Regions from separate parts of the Mus musculus genome. Here region 1 is linked to region 2. The links are chromatin contacts, called in public Hi-C maps. All regions are on one chromosome and are shown on one strand. Each heading gives the region's core, a stretch centred on a gene start, on an enhancer-like site or on the middle of the called end of the contact. The rest is flanking DNA. Distances are from core to core; before and after follow the strand shown.

Evidence for each region. Hi-C and Micro-C count contacts between places; a contact is called where the count stands out from the background.
Region 1: a Hi-C map of the N1E-115 cell line shows a contact between it and region 2, with 10 times the contacts expected there. The contact joins two enhancer-like sites. A contact is called at or near these places in 1 of 15 datasets of contacts at CTCF or cohesin (pro-B cells), 3 of 484 Hi-C or Micro-C datasets (LSK cells, the N1E-115 cell line and cortical neurons), 1 of 115 datasets of contacts at active chromatin or transcription factors (bone marrow-derived macrophages) and 3 of 9 other capture datasets (adipose tissue, embryonic stem cells and macrophages).

The regions. Positions count from the first base shown.
Region 1 is chr14:71,201,313-71,206,522 of GRCm38.p6, forward strand. No RefSeq gene overlaps it. Among named protein-coding and RNA genes, the nearest start is that of Gm34757, 37 kb to the left of the region's middle. Within about 2 kb of position 2,304, at least 6 of the 459 cell types and tissues checked have an H3K27ac peak or open chromatin away from gene starts, as enhancers often do. A contact at or near this core is called in the N1E-115 cell line, where this site is marked.
Region 2 is chr14:70,777,339-70,782,634 of GRCm38.p6, forward strand. It overlaps Dok2 (docking protein 2), which reads left to right. Exons shown (of 5, transcript NM_010071.2): 5 at 121-1,156. The coding sequence ends at 735. Among named protein-coding and RNA genes, the nearest start is that of Dok2, 5.6 kb to the left of the region's middle. Within about 2 kb of position 3,918, at least 125 of the 459 cell types and tissues checked have an H3K27ac peak or open chromatin away from gene starts, as enhancers often do. A contact at or near this core is called in the N1E-115 cell line, where this site is marked.

The DNA of each region.
Region 1 (5,210 bases), core at 1,054-3,553, 420 kb after region 2:
CCTACCTCTAATCATGTACTTCCTCCAACAAAGCTGTGCCCACTAAAAGTTCCATAAATCTCCAGACAGTACCATCAGCTGGGAACCTAGTGAACAAGTTCATGAGCCTAAGAGGGTCACTTTTTATTCAAGCCACTACAGAGAGAATTGAGCAGAAGAGTGAGCCCAACTACATGCCTGTCTACTCCATGGGTAAGGTTGTACTCTTGTCATACAGCATTTGCAGTTGACTGAGATGCTGAGAAGTGAGGACAGATGACATTCTTTTTTGTTTTTTATTTTTGTTTTTGTTTTCGTTTTTGTTTTGTTTTGGTTTGGTTTGGTTTTTTGAGACAGGGTTTCTCTGTATAGCCCTGGCTGTTCTGGAACTCACTTTGTAGACCAGGCTGGCCTTGAACTCAGAAATCTGCCTGCCTCTGCCTCCCGAGTGCTGGGATTAAAGGCGTGCACCACCACAGCCCGGCAACCGATGACATTCTTGATGCTCACTTCAGCCAGGACGTTTCAACATACTCCTCAGTACCTCTAAGGGTGTTCTCTTTTCCACCATCCTGTAGCTATCATGAACAATGAAACTCAGGGCTTGCTTTCTGTGAGTTGTCCAGAAGGATGCTCACTAGGGCCAGAAAAAGCAAATAGACTGGACTCAGAAACAGCAGCATTAAGAGAGCCCTTATCTCTTGGATTGAGTCCAGGCAGAACACGCGTGGTATTTAGGACTGTAGGTTGGAGTTCTTTCTTTAGGCATAGGTGAATACTCTGAGCACGGTCAGCCTTGGTGAAGAATTTCCCCATGGCCCTCCCACAAAGACATACAACAAAATCACCCCTGAACATTAGAAATCAGGAATGGATCTCCGGGACCCAGTCTTAGAAACGCTGCTTCAATAAATCTGTACCTTACTCTTTTTTTTTTTTAAAGAAGTAAACATGTAGTAGCTTCAGATTTGCAGAAAACCCACAAAACAACGTGTAATTTAAATCCATTTTAAACTGTGAAGAATAAAGCACACGCAGCTCTGTGCCCCAGATGGAAAGGACAGCTCAGCGCTCAGCGATTTATCACAGAGCAAACACCTGAGCCATTCAGGAATGGAGCCAGTGGTTCTGCTTCCCCTCCAACCAGCAGCTGCATCAGGTAAGCAATATCCCCAACCCGCACTTTCTATCCTCTCCAAATGTTTGGTTTCATTTTTACCAGTTTTTCAAACCTGATAGAAATTGTGCCATCTCTTCATTGCTGGGACAAAGTAACCTAAGAGAAATCAACTTAAAATTGGAAATGTATGTTTTGGCTCATGAGTCTGGAGCCTTCCGGCTGACATCTCTTGGCCCAGTTGTGTCAAGACGGGACATCACAGAGGAAGCACGTGGCGATGCAGAGCTTCTCACCACAGGTGGTCAGAAGAATGGAAGAGGATAGGATGGAGAGTCTATAATAATAGAGATTACATCATTCCCCTGAAGGGTGTGGCCCCATTGACACAGCTTACTTCTGCTAGGCCCTCCCCTCCTACAAGTTTTAGCACCTCACACAGAGTCATCCTAATGGAACTGAGACATGGTGGAGCCTTTGAGAAGCAGAGCCTAGGGAAGTTTACTAGATCCTAGGGATGCCATGACCTTATGAAAGGATTAATATAGTTATGGGGCAGGGTGGATCTCTTGAAATCTATTTGTATAAGATGAGGTCATGCATGTGTTCAATCCATTATATATGTGACCATCTCCCTTTCTACTTCTCCATCACATTATGATCCAGCCATGATAGGCACCATAATGTTTAGATTTCCCAGCCAATAGAATTATGAAACAAATAAACCTGTCTTTAAAATACATCATCCAGCTCCAGGTATTCTAGTTGACAGATATTTTGGTGGTTTGCAGCTTGGCGTGGCTGAGAAGGCTATTTTTGAGAATGTTTTAAAATGTGTCCTCTGGTCCACCTGAGTGTCTAATCTTAGCTCTGCAAATGCCCATTTTTGCTAAATTATCCAAACTTTCTTTTCTTTTTTTTTCCAGTGGGACATTAATTTATACTTTTGCAAGAATCTCTTTTTCCAGAGCTTCTCAAGTAATTTTGAAGTTGAACCAAGGTTGGGCTCACTGCTTGATTTCACAAAATCGGTAGGTTTTTGTTCTTATATGACAAAGAAGTTTCTAATGATCTAAACTGTTTAAAGAATGCCCCATCAGGTGGTACACATCCTGTCTCACGAGTGTCCAAGCTGATGTCAGACAACACTGCCCTAGCAGCTCTGTGAAGAGTTCTTGGACTTGGCAGAAAGTCATCCTGGGTGATAGATAAACTTGTCTTCAGCTGCTTGAGCCGCTGAGTCCATCCCTTTCATGGCTATGTTTGGATGGCTACGTGCTGGGCAGTAAAAATTATTCCTAGTTAGGCAGCAGAGGAGAGAGAGAAAGAGAGCGAAGTGATGCCAGAGGCTCAGATTAAACACAAATTGGATCGTTAGTCCCTGAATAATTGAGTTAGTTGTCCCGTTGATCAATGAATCTCCCCACACTTTCTCTAAACCCACTGTTCCCACTTGAGCTCTTGGGATAATAGGAATCATGGCTTCTTCAATGTCACCCTCTGCAGACACTTACACTCCTTGTTTCTGTTTTAATGGCTTTATTGGATATGTGCCTATTACAGTAACAGTCTTAAATCATGTTGGAAAGCAGGTGTGGCGTGAGTCTTGACACTGTAAAAATACTCCTCCCGCCCAGTGTTGCCCAGCAATACATTTTCATCTGTCTTTGAACTATCTCTCTTCACCTGCTTCTCCTGGCTGCTCCCCACCAGGAATTCCCTTCTATCCTTCAGGGGCTTGGCAATGATAAGATTACTCCAGGTCATGAGAGGACTAAGCTTGCTGCCCAGGCACTTGAAAGGCTACCCTTTGGGAAAAAACAGCTTCCTTTTAACTCACTTAGAAGCTGATTGTTTCTGCTAAGAATGCTGTTAGGGGATTTGGGGAGAAAGATCTTAAATCTCACTGAGTATATTGGAGCTATCAGATTTCAAGGGGTGAAATGAGACATGGGTACATAACCTGAGCTTATGCAGGACACATTTCTGGTGACCATCTCTGCTCAATCAGCTCTCCAATGGGACTCGTGAATGATATGAACAATGCCCGGGGAACCAACAACCAGCATCCCAAACAACATGTGAATGTAGCTACCTAAGTTAGGCTGGGTTCTCTACAGAAACAGAACCTATAAAATGTATATATATATATGCATTCTAAGAAGTTATTCCCCCAGGGGTTTGACTTACATGAAAGAGGCTAGTTAATCCAACTTTGACCATCTCTACCTTGTTAAAGAGGTGGAAGTCCAGTTCCTCTTCTAGGAAGTTAGATGTTTCAGCATACAAACGTAGCACAGAATATCTGAAAAATGCCCTGGACAGTCGCTGACATTAGGCCCAAATTGAAGGACCTAGAGGTTGCAGTCTGATGTTGGCAGCAGCAGATATGTTCAATCAGGACAAAATGGCACCCTGAAGGCTCACATCAACTCTCTGATCTCTTGTCTTCCGGTTAGGAAATTTGCCTGGTAAAAGATACTGTTTCCATTCAGGGGACTATTTCCCTCCAATCAGTGCCCCCAACACCAGTCCTCTCTGGAAACACCCTTGCGACCCACAGGTGTGTCTCATCAGTCCTAAGCATCTCTGCAGCCAGTTAAGTGGACAACTAAGACAAACCATCATATCACGCCATGCTGGGCCATCAGGGAAGTAAAATCATGGTGCTTCTAAGTCATGGCCTCTATCACTCCTGCTCTATGAGGTGTGAACTAAGGAACGAGTGAGACTCTATTCCTTTGTCCACACCATTTGCAGGAGCGGGATTGCGGTGGTGGTAGAAGGGTTCTTTGTACCATAAGTGAAAACTCTAGATGATTTCATGAATCTTATGGGGAAGCCCAGATCTCTACTCTCTGTGTGTTGAGACATTGTCTCACTCTCTTGTCCAGGTTGGTCTGGAACTCATTAGCTAGCCCAGGCTACTCTTAAATTCTCAACAAGGCCTTTGCTTTGAACCCCTGAGGACTGGGATTTGCAGGTGTGAGCAAACTGCCTGGCTGGAGCTCCTTTCCAATGGCATTTATTTGAAAACTCCCCTAGAAGGAAGCAGAGAGAAAGTGAGAAGAAACTTGAGAAGGTGACAAGGTTAGGCCTAGGATTCAGGTGCTTCCATGTGTCTTCAGACTGCTATCAGTTGTCGTTAAAAATATTTATTTTACTAGTATGAGTGTTTTGCCTACATGTATGTATGTGCACCACATGAGGAACCTGAACCTCAATAGAAGGTGCCATTGGGTCCCTTAGATCTAGGCTACAGATGATTGTGGGCCATTTTGTGCATCCTGGGAATTGAACCCAGGTCCTCTGAGAGAGCAACAATGAGACTTCTCAGCCACCTATTTTCTTGATCCTTGGCTTCCTTAAAACTTCAGGAACAAAGGCAATCAAAGGGGTATGTCTAAAGTACGTCCTCCATCCCCAGAGACATGCTAGGATTAATTAGCTGGTACCCACAGGATGTTCTGAAAATGAGAAATGCCCTGGATTATTATCTATCAAATGTCACATACAAATATGCTCATGTTCCCATTATGGATGTATGTGTTGCAAAGTTGCTCAACCGAGCGTGACCCGTTGGGTGGTTTTAATTACAAATATCAATAAAATTGGTTGATATTTATGGGCACAGACCCTTCAGATCAGTGGAAAGGAAGCTAATTGTGGAAGACAGTGCTGTGATTGAATCCAAGGGAGGCACAGGCTCCTGCTAGCTGGGTACCATGCTGAGCTATCTCTAGTCTCTCCGTGTTAATCAAATGCGATGAAATGAATATTTACTTGTATAAAGAGTCAGAACCTTCAACTGGGTAGTGCTGAGGCTAGGGACAAGGGATAGTCCTATCTTAAGGTGGATTAGGGCCAGTCCATCAAGAGCTCGTTCCTTAGGGAAAAGCAAACACCAGCAGAGATGGTACCACAAGACACTAGCAGTCCAGTGCAAGAAAAGTAACTTTACTACCAATGCTGTGTCTGTTTTGACACCTCACTGGGTTAGTCTCCTGACCAGCCAGGACCAAGCTCCATTGACGTAGTAAAGGACATTTATGTTCTTGGAATCAGGTAATTGAAACTTCAAAACAGCCATATGTCTTTGAGTTACTTCTGATTA
Region 2 (5,296 bases), core at 2,668-5,167:
CAGAGGGGCAAGAGCTCCAAGAGCTCCAAGAGAAGTTTCTGGTGCCAGGGTCAGCACTTTTCCATGTGGGTGGAGTCCAGGGAAGAACAGTTCTTTCCCTCTTTTCCCCCCTCACTGTAGGCAACTTTTTCCTTTGAGGCTGGCAGACGCTGTCTCTCTGGAGAGGGCAACTTTGAGTTCGAAACACGACACGGCAATGAGATCTTCCAAGCCTTAGAAAAGGTCATTGCTGTCCAGAAGAATGCCACCCCTTCCGGGCCTCCATCCCTGCCAGCCACAGGGCCCATGATGCCCACTGTGCTGCCTCGACCTGAAAGCCCCTATTCCCGGCCCCACGACTCTCTGCCTTCTCCATCCCCTGGCACACTGGTGCCTGGCATGAGGCCAGGGGCCCCTGAGGGGGAGTATGCCGTACCCTTTGATACGGTGGCTCACTCCCTGAGGAAGAGCTTCAGGGGCCTCCTGACGGGCCCCCCTCCACACCTTCCCGACCCACTGTATGACAGCATTCAGGAGGATCCTGGGGCCCCTCTACCTGACCATATATATGATGAGCCTGAGGGTGTGGCTGCCCTGTCCCTCTATGACAGGACACAGAGGCCCTCAGGGGAGACATGGAGGGAGCAGGCCACTGCCGATGGGGGTCCCAGCTCCCTCCAGCAAGACTCCTCTGTGCCTGACTGGCCACAGGCAACTGAGTATGACAATGTCATACTTAAAAAAGGCCCAAAGTAGGGGATGGCCAGAAGATGGGATATGTGGTTCCCAGGGAGGTCTTCGGAAGCTGTGGAGGGGAAATGGTGGCTTCTGGTAGAGTCCTTTTGGTTACTGCCCCTTCCTGGGCCCCAGGCTCGGTGTGCCTTATTTGTGTACTGTGTGAGTCACTAGCCTGGAGCAGAAAGAGGGCCCTGGAGGGACCCACCCTCCTCCTACACTTTTCCACTTCCTCCCACTGCCTTGGGTCTAAAGGGAACTGGGGCCATTTCTCTTAAGAGACAAAGGGTTTCCACAGATGTCCTGGCTCCTCGGTGTGGGCAGGCCTCCTGCCTATAGATGTTTTGTTCCTGGGACAACCCTGGCTTCTGGTTAGCAGCGAGAGTAGCTGTTGTCCCTCTAGCTCCCAGAGTTTTCTATACATTAAACCAATTTCGAACTACTCTTCTGTGGCCTGTAATGCTGTGAGGGGAGAGAATGCTGGGGCTGACCTGCCGAGTGCTTCTTCCACTGGCTGGGATGTCTTCCCTGGGCCTCTGCTGGGTCCTCAGCATTTGTCTACAGGGTCAGAGGCCCCAGGAGGTCTGGGACCCTCCCACCCCCCCTAGGAAAATCTTTATTTTAATCTGTCTTTTGTTTCTATAACTGAATGCCACAGACTAGGTAGTTTATGAAGAAAAAAGATTTTATTTTCAGCTTGTGGATCTTCAGGCTGGGGAGTCCACAAACACAAAATGTTTATGGTATCCAGTGAGAGCCTTCTTCTTGCATGATAATACCACAGTGGACATGATGTGACAAGAAGACAGCAAGCATAGAGAGAAAGCAAGGCTGTTCCCTGGATCATGCACTGCTTCCTGAATCACTTCATTCATCTACAGAAACAGTGCCCTCATCGTCCAATCCCAAAGCCCTGCTTCCAAATCCATGAGCATATAACTTGGGAGATTTTGTTTTTAACATATGAAACATGAGGTCCATTCAAAGCATGAAAAACCTTCAAACATCTGCTTTTTTACTTTTTGCAAGGACAGAAAAATGGCAGTGGATGCGTGAAGGGTTTGATGGCAAATCTGGATTTCGAGAAAGACTTAGCAGTTAATAGATTTTACATTTATCTACTTCTGCGTGTATGGGCAGGCAGGGCTTGTCACAGCTCCCACATGGAGGATGCAGGACAACTTGCAGGAATCAGTTCTCTCCATCCTCCATGGGTTCCAGGATGGAGCTCAGCCCATCAGTCTTGGCGATCTTTCCCTGCTGAACCATCTCATGGGTCCCAAGAAATGAGTGACTTATTGTATCTTTTATGCACTAGAAATAAGACTTACCGGTTGTGTGGTCCTGGCCAGCCTTTCCTAGGACATGATTCCCACCCCACCCCTCCTTACATATATGTGTAAAGCTGAGAGAGACAAGGCACAGATGGCTGTCCTTGAGAAGGGAATGTTAAGTGCCACATAGGCAGCCCAAGGCCAGGTGCTTCAGAAGCAGTTAATGTCCAAGAAAGACTTCATAGCAAAGGGTGGTGTTTGAGGTGGGCCTTTCAGGGTGGGAAGGGCTTTGATGGTACTTAAGGGGTCTGGGGGGAGAGAGGGAGAGGGAGAGGGAGAGGGAGAGGGAGAGGGAGAGGGAGAGAGAGAGAAAGAGAGAGAGAGAGAGAGAGAGAGAGGATATCTTGGAAGGAACAATACTAAAGCTACAGAAGGAGTCAGGAAGGAATTGGACCCAGAGCGAGCTGCTCCATCACTGTTTAGTTGGAATGTTGACTTAGTGATAGCAGGAAACATCCATCCAGTAGAAACCACATTTTGAACACTGAACTTTGATCAGCTGATCTCTATGGATGGGCTCCTTTTCCTCAGCGCCGGCATCGGGGCATTGGCAATGGCCTCCAATCTCTTGGTAGGTCAGGTGTGCCCCATGCCTCTTTGGCTTAGGACGACATGAACATTGGGAGGTCTTAGCAACACAGAAACCTGCTGTAGGTGGAGGGGTAGTGTCGGCAGCAGCAGATTCGGAGTATGTTGTGGGAAGCTCATTGTTAGTGGGAGAAGGAAGGGAGGTTTGAGGCTCTTGGGTAAGGAATGCCACAGGAATAAATCTTTAGGGACAGCAGCTCTGGGAAGCTGGACTTGGGGGTGAGAGGTATAGCGTAGAGATGCCACTGAAAGGGTTCCTGGGATTCAAAAGCTGCTACAGAGTTAGCTCCTGTGCAGCTTGGGTGACGAAGAAGAGAGGTTTCCAAGGCGACACTTAAGTTTCAGGTAGTGAGCTTGGATCCTCACATGCTGAGGTTAATTACGATGGCTACAGTAGCCAGGGGGTGAGTCTTTAATCCCAGTACTCCGGAGACAGGCATATCTCTCAGTTCAAGACCAGCCTGTTCTACAGAGCAGAGTTCCAGGGCAGTCAAGGCTGCATACATAAACCCTGTCTCGAAAAACTAAAAAACCAAAGAAGCAAAAAAGCAAGCAAGCAACCAACCAACCAAACAGAAAGACGGCGGCTGCATTCTGTCCAGTCACAGTGAGGTTCTAGTGCAAGACAAGGTTCTAGCATCCAGGAGAGTAATGAGCAACAGACACACAGATCCATGCCTTCAAGACCCCGGGTGTGTGGCCTCCTAGGTTTTGTCTTATGGTAGCTTTTGACAGTTATTAACGGAGTACGTAAGCTGGAGCAGGTAAGAGGTTCTCTGCCACTTTTGTCTGTGCCAAGGTTTGCATTCAATCTGCGGGTCCAATTCTCCAAGGAGCCCAGGCTCCTCAGGACATGGGGGAAGAGCATTGGGGCAGGAGTCAGGTAGACGCTTTGTGTCTCAAAGCAAAGAAGGCCACATTATTGATTCCTCACTTGGCACTTGACGCACTCATCCCGAATGTGCCCAGCAGGGGGCAGTGCCAGCCTGTGGAAACTGCAACTAGGGACTAAGCTTGCGAGGCGCGGTGGGTGCCTGGTCCTGAGGGACGAATTTCTCTACCTGAAGGATCTGGTGGTGAGGGGCAGCTTCGGGAGTCTTCCGAACCTTGGGATTCCCCTCCGGAAATGTGAACACGCTTTCAAAATATGGGATCCTGAGCCGATCCCTATCTCTTTGCGCCCTTCACCTTCAAGAGACAGAACTTTCTGGTTGCTCTACTCTGAGATCACGTGATCTCACCAGGGGACGTGGTGGACAGCTTGATTGGGGAAAAGTGGGGTGAGGGGTTGGTAGCTGCGGAAGTAGAGCATTTGGGGAAGCTGGGAGTGGCAATGAAAGTCCTTAGAAGGCTGTTGGGGAAATGCTGACTAGGTTTTTAGTGTCCTCGGAGGAAATGAGCCAGTGGGTGTGCCCCATTCTGCAGGGAGCTCTGAATGCCTCTTAGCTAGCTTTAGCTGTGTCTGTGTCACCGCGATGTGTGTGCATCATTCATCCAGTAATACTACAGAGCAACTGCCACTTGTATGTCCCTCTCTCTCAGAAGCTGGGATTCCGGAAGGTTCCCCAGCCCCTAGCCCCAACTCAAAGGAGCAAGCAGTGGGGAGCAGCAGAGGCGGTCACTGATGGGTCAGGGAGAGAAGCGCTTGAGAGCACCACAGACAGACACACTGAGGCAAGGCCTCCTTCAAGAGCCGCTGAGCCACCCAGGCGGCCAGGGGAAAGTGCACAGGCAAGGAAGGAAACAGACCTGCCATTGTGGGCCCGAGCAAAGGATTTACAAAGACCTTGCCACCCAGAATGGGTCTCTGGCTCTAGGCAAGCTGCTTAGTACCTGTTGATACTATGAGAAACTTAGGTGTATCTAGGACTATTATAGACTGGCTTAATCTTTTAATTGAGGTCATAGGTTGTCTAATGAATGGACATGTTCTGAGAAATTTGTCACTACACATTGTCACCACTGAATATTCTTTTATTAATTATTTCTTTTCTTTTTCTCTTCTTCTTCTTCTTCTTCTTCTTCTTCTTCTTCTTCTTCTTCTTCTTCTTCTTCTTCTTCTTCTTCTTCCTCCTTCCTCCCTCCTCCCTCCTCCTCCCTCCTCCCTCCTCCTCCTTCCTCTTCCTCTTCTTTTGGTTTTACAAGACAGGGTTTCTCTGTGTAGCCCTGGCTGTCCTGGAACTCACTCTGTAGACCAGACTGGCCTCAAACTCAGAAATCCACCTGCCTCTGCCTCCCGAGTGCTGAGATTAAAGGTGTGCCACCACGCCCGGCTTATTAATTATTTCTTCACTTTACATCCTGACCACAGTTTCCCTTCCTTCCCCTCCTCCCAGTCCTTCCTGCCAATCTCCATTTACTTGTCTTCTGTCTTTTCAGAAGGGGGGGGGGGGCTCCCATCAACCAACCCTGGCATATCAAGTTGCAGTAAGACTGGGCACATCCTCCTCTATTGAGGCTAGACAAGGTAGCCCCGTAGGAGGGAAGGGTCCCAAAGGCAGGCCACAGAGTCAGAAACAGCCCTTGCTCCGGCTGTTAGGGGTCCCACTTGAAGACCAAGCTGCACTAGTGTAACATATGTGCAGAGGGCCTAGGTCAGTCCCATGCAGGCTCCCTGGAGAGTGGTTCAGTCTCTGTGGGCCCTTAGGGGCCCAGGCTAG